Regions from separate parts of the Zea mays genome. Here region 2 is linked to region 1. Evidence: chromatin contacts called from public Hi-C data. All regions are on one chromosome and are shown on one strand. Each heading gives the region's core, a stretch centred on a gene start, on an enhancer-like site or on the middle of the called end of the contact. The rest is flanking DNA. Distances are from core to core; before and after follow the strand shown. Region 1 holds the start of LOC100277627. Region 2 has its middle 5.1 kb from the start of LOC100381917.

The links. A called contact is a pair of places that touch in the nucleus more often than the background predicts.
Region 2: a contact with region 1 is called in a Hi-C map of leaf, with 3 times the contacts expected there. The contact joins the enhancer-like site here to the promoter of LOC100277627 in region 1. A contact is called at or near these places in 2 of 25 Hi-C or Micro-C datasets (bundle sheath and leaf).

Annotation. Positions count from the first base shown.
Region 1 is chr7:137,949,525-137,952,538 of Zm-B73-REFERENCE-NAM-5.0, forward strand. LOC100277627 reads left to right here and starts at 1,327. Exons shown (of 2, transcript NM_001151139.2): 1 at 1,327-2,311. The coding sequence starts at 1,469.
Region 2 is chr7:138,093,699-138,096,398 of Zm-B73-REFERENCE-NAM-5.0, forward strand. It overlaps the pseudogene LOC103632931. Among protein-coding and RNA genes, the nearest start is that of LOC100381917, 5.1 kb to the left of the region's middle. Within about 2 kb of position 1,438, at least 18 of the 20 cell types and tissues checked have an H3K27ac peak or open chromatin away from gene starts, as enhancers often do. A contact at or near this core is called in bundle sheath and leaf, where this site is marked.

The sequences.
Region 1 (3,014 bases), core at 77-2,576:
GTCTAGAAGTTAATTCCATCACGTACGAATCCCATATACAAACGTTTTGTCCCAAAAAAAAAAAATTGCGCTACAGGGAATCGACACCCCCAGCAAGGTCCAATCATCGTTAGCGCTGGCTGTAGTTCAAGCTATTGCATTGGCCACATATATATACACGTGTCAATTGCGAACTGTTCTTGCATTGTCTGCTAGCTTATCTGCAATATATTCATCAATATTGTGTTGGCCATCGTATGGAGCGCTTTAGGTGTCGGTGTCCTCATTACAACACGGCAAATCGTACCGTCGCGTCGGCTCGTCTCCGTTAAAAACCCGTGAGGCCGTGACTGGTCGACCACTCGACCCTGACCTGAGAAAACGAGGTCGCAAGTAGCAGAACACGCTGATGTGTACGCATGGATCGACTGTGCAGAGACCTGCCTGTCGCTGCTTATACATACGATGAGACCAAAAAAAAAGGAGAGAGAGAAACAGAAACCAGGTTAATTATTTCTTCAACAAATATTATTAGGACTCGCATGAGTATCCATTGTACCGCACATCGTACCTGGACAGACGGACACAGAGACGAATTTTCATCTCAAATAGGGGCACTCAATTAAGTTTCCTTAAATTGGATGTCACATTGACTATAGAGAAAAACTTGCGTGTTTCTTAGAAGTACCACATTGACTATAGATCTCACACAAACACAATACGGGCCCTGAATCACGCTTGTACTGTTCGGCAAGTCTGCGTGCTAGGAAATTCCTGGAAACTATAATGATGTCATTTAAGCGGAACAAACGTTATACGAAAAAGGATCCGATAATGCAAGAACAAAAAAAAAGGTTGCGATAGGAAGCGCAATGACAACTAGTCCGGCCAATAATGTTTAATAGATGAGAAGTAAGTCAATTACTAGTTTTGGCTCGCTCTATGGATATTTTTGGTTGAATCTTGATTACAGATCACCAGTTTGGAGCCTCCTTTTGGTAAAAAAGAAGAAGAAATCTGATGCTTCTTGAGTCCAAGCCCTAGTTGTTCAGTATATGATGCTGTCTGATGTAATATGCCAGGTGCATGCAACACTTAAGTGTGTGCTAGCTCCGATCATAAACAAGGTGGCCGCTCCCAGATGATGTCGTCAGCCAAACTAAAAATTGATCATAAATAAATTTCTGAAACCGTCAGTCGCACCTTCACAGTTGTTCTTCCAGCCCAAGCAGGCCCTGGACAAGCAGGAACTGGAAGCGCCACTCCAAACGTACCCTGACGCCGTCACGGCGCACCCACCCCCTACAATAACCCGTCGCCAACCACCTCGCCGCGCACAACACCACACAAGCTAAGCGTGTCTACCACACTGTAGCCGGAGGCCGGAGCAACTTGTAGATGTAGCCCAGGACGATCCTGCAGGTAGCTAGCAGTGCAAAGCCCTCCTAGCTAGCTTAGCTACTACCAGCTCCGATCCTGTGCTGCTGCCATGGAGAATCCCTACACGAGCTTCTTCAACAGCCATCCGCAGCACCACCGCTACTACTACCACCCCGCGCCGCCACCGCCAGCGCCGGCGCCAGCCGCCTACCACCCCTCCCTGCCTTTCTTCGCTGCGCACCGCCAGCCACCTGCTCCGACGGCGCCCGCCCCGCCCTCGCCCCCGCTCCGGGAAGCCCTGCCGCTGCTCTCCCTGGCCCCCACGCGGCATGAGGAGCGGGAGCGCCGCGCCCGGCCACCGGCACCAGCGTTGGAGGATTCTGAAGAGAACGGCCGGGACGAGGGAGAAGAAGAGCAGGAGGAGGAGGAGGGCCCCACCGCGAGCAGCAAGAGCAACCACGGCCAGCACCAGCGCCTGGGAGTGGGACGACAGCGAGGGTTCTTCGCCGACCTGAACGCCAGCGCGGCGGGTGACGATGACGACCCGATGGACGTGGAGCCGGAGGCTGCAGCCGACGGCTCCGGCTCCGGCTCCGCGGCGGCGGGCGACGACGTGACCGTGGCGCTGCGCATCGGTCTGCCGCTGCCGGGACCTGCCGAGCTGGTCTCGGACCTCTCCTCTTCCGGCGGCGCCCGCAGGCAACAGCACCAGCACGACGGCGGCGGCGGCGAGGAGGAGGAGGAGGATGAGGAGGGTGACGGGGAGAACGGTGGCGGCGGCGAGGAGGAAGGAACCACCGCGGCGGCGCCGCTAGGGTTCCCGTCCTCGCCGATTGGGCGGCTCAACAAGGGGCAGTACTGGATCCCGACGCCGTCGCAGATCCTCATCGGCCCGACGCAGTTCTCCTGCCCCGTCTGCTTCAAGACCTTCAACCGCTACAACAACATGCAGGTGAGGAGCTGATCGAGTCACGTCGCTCCATTAACTAATAATAATACTACCATTTCACTGCTAGCGCTATAGCTGGTAGCTGCTGCTGCCCTTCTTCTTCTTGCAACTTGCACCGTGCATTATTATTTCCCCCTCGCTTTTCTTTTCTTTTTTACTTGAAAACTAACAAATCTGCTGGTTTGGTTTTCTCAAACGCTGGCAATTCGACTCCCAAACCGAATTTTTCTCTCGGGTCATTACCTCATCTCGTTGGTAATCAGTAACCAGCTGTGTTTCATTATTGCCTTCTTTAAATAAATTTACCCAGAGACCTTTCTTTCTCGTCTGATTGAGGACGACGAACCGAATAATTTTGGGGTTGCTATATAGTTTCTTCGGCAACCCACACAAAGAGGGAACGTAGATGTCGTCGATCCCAATAATTGGAACTACTAGCTAGTTACCTACCACCGAATGATGTGGCACGCAGTAGCTTAGCTAGGCTAACAAGCAGCAAGTAAATCAAAGTTTCTACAGTCGCCAACAAGCCGGCTGTGAAATGAACACGACGGACGAAACACACAAACAGCTCGGTTGCTGCAAATAGTCCCCGGCCGGTTCCTTTGTCGGGGAGAAACGCTGAACAATACGCGCGCGTCTCATCACTGGCATCCGCTGCTATGTTCTAACTGTCCTTTCCTTTAACGCGCGTGTGCTCTATTGA
Region 2 (2,700 bases), core at 188-2,687, 140 kb after region 1:
GCGCGGCGCGGCATGCAATGCACGAATATGCATGGCTAGGCGTGCAGGGTGGTCGAGAGGGCAGACAAGGGGCACTGACTGCCTGCACGTACGTACGTACGTAATCCCCACACATGCATGCGCGCACGTCGTGGCGCACGAGAGATGCCGGGCGCGGCAGCTGGTTTTGTCCGGCACGACAGGAGCACCGGATTCGGTGGAATGAAGGCGTGGCCCCTGCCCTGGACCTGGACTCACTGCACCATGCATGCAGATGCAGTCTATGCAGATGCAGATGCGGCGGCGCTTATACCCCTGCTTGTTGGCACGCACTTATGGGTGATAGATCAACGCCGATAGATCGCGATCACGTCGCAACTGACAGCTAGCTCCGACGACCCGTCGCAACTCAGTCTTTTGTCTCTCTCTTGTCCGTGGATTAAGAACCAACGGTGATGATAATGTTTATCGATCGATCAATGTTCGTAACCAAAGTCAATAGTGATAAACCAATTGCTAATAATATTATGGTCATGACTGCCGACAGGGGAGCCGATCTAGCCGAGACTACTAAATTCTCTTCCCTTCTTCGTTCTATCTTATCTATTTTAAACTTTATCAAATAAAAGACATATATCTCAAAAAATATATAAAATAAAACTTTATTTATAGCTGCAAACCTTTTTATTTTGAATTTATTTAGGATTCTAAATATTTATTTTCAAAACCAAATAAAACATGGAATGGTTGAGACGAATATATCAAATTAATAGGCATACGTGTTTTGTAGATGGTGGGAACAGACCCAAGAAGCTTGATATCTCTCCATTAATAGGTAGAGATATAGGTGGACAACTGTTGATGCTTATATTTACTGCTAAGCGCTAACAATTATATTGAACGAAAATATAAAATAAAGGAAATAAAACAAGTAAATTGGAAAGAGAGCCTTCGACAATGACAGTGCTGTTGGGACTGGGATTAATGGGAACCCAAGAGGAATGAATGAATGAATGAAGTCGTTGCTGGTAAGTAATGGTTTGCATGTCATGCATGCACGTTAAGCAGTGCATTAACCGGCGGCCGGACAGAGACAGATGGAACGGTCGTCTGTCCGTGCGGCCAGGCCAGGCCAGCCCAGCCACACGTACGACTGCATGCATGAGGATGGAATGGAACGAACACAAAAGCACTGTGCAGTTTGACCGGCGCGGTGCTTTGCAATGCATGCCTAGCTAACAGACAGCTGGAGATGAGGGTAAGTGCATGGAGCAAATGGGCAGCTGTCGGCGATAGCTTGTGTAGCTAGCGGCTGTAGGCCTTGCTCGATCGATGTGGGACTCTGCCGACAAGGACAGAGATGCAAAGGTTCGTTAGTACTTTGGTGTACAGTACTACTATACGAGAAGCCCAGCGCACTCGTGGTTATAGTAGCTGCTGGACTTGACATACAGCTGCCGGGGCCCAGTGAGCCTGTGGCCGGCCACTACTCGGCCCGCGCGGTGGAAGCATGCGGCCCAACAAGACAAAGCGGCTGCAGCCGGGCTACGCGATCGAGTTGGACTCCGATCCATTTGCTACGCATGCACGTCATGGCGGCAGAACTCCATTTGCTACGCATACACTGTCACACAAATATTGTTTTAATATACACTGTCACACTAATTAGCCCTTAGGCACGGTAAGGCACGATTATGCATGATTAGATCTAAGCACGACTAGTTAGCTGTGTGTTGTACTCTTTTTTTCTATCTAGGGTTTTCTCACAAGGGTGAGCTTTTACCTAGATAGATTTTTAATGAGTCAGTCATTGCACTAAACAACTCAATATTAGCTATTTTAGTGTGTTTTAACTGTGTTTGTGAATATCTGACTAAAATTCTGTGGTGTAGTGCTAAACGGGCTAAACGAGCTAAACGAGTTAAACGGGCCTACCATGCCGGCACAACACGGCTAAGCAGGCTTAGTGCCGTGCTTGGGCCTGATCTTAGGCACTACTGCCGTGCCGGCACGACACAGCTATTAAACGGGCCAAACATTTGGCCATGTATAGTAGCGGCTACAATGCTCAGCCAAACGCCACAACATAGCACACTAAGACTATCTCCAGCAACGTTCTTTATATACATCCTATATATCCGTCCTTTACAGTCTTCTCTAAAAGATTATATCTTCTATATCTACTTCATCTCCAACAATGTCCTCTAAATCACGTCCTCTATATGTAAATACTTATATTAAAGACATTTTTTTATTTTTAATTTTTATACATACGCATTTGTCATACTCTCAAATATAATGTACATATTTTAGTTTTACTAAACCAGTTGTTTAAAGTATTCAAATAAATAGAGAACCGTTTAGAGAAACTCTATATATAGAGGATCCAACGACGTCCTCTAAATTTAGAGGACCGTTTAGAGGACGCTGCTGGAGGGAGTAGAGGACGTAAATTTAGGGTACAGGACCCTTTAGAGCTCCTTGTTGGAGCTAGTCTAAACGAGCTATAGTGTGAGGGGAGGCTCTTTGTACCCCCTGTTAGCAACCTGGAAGGAGGAGAAGGGATAGGGAGAACTAGAGGAGTTCTATTCCAGGATACTAAGTTTTTGTTACAAAATGCATACCGTCTCTTTCGGCTACGCTAGTACTTAAGACAGACAAGCGCCACTTGCGCAAGGGAGCACGCAGGCTTAGACCCAACACCAATACGCCGACTCACTG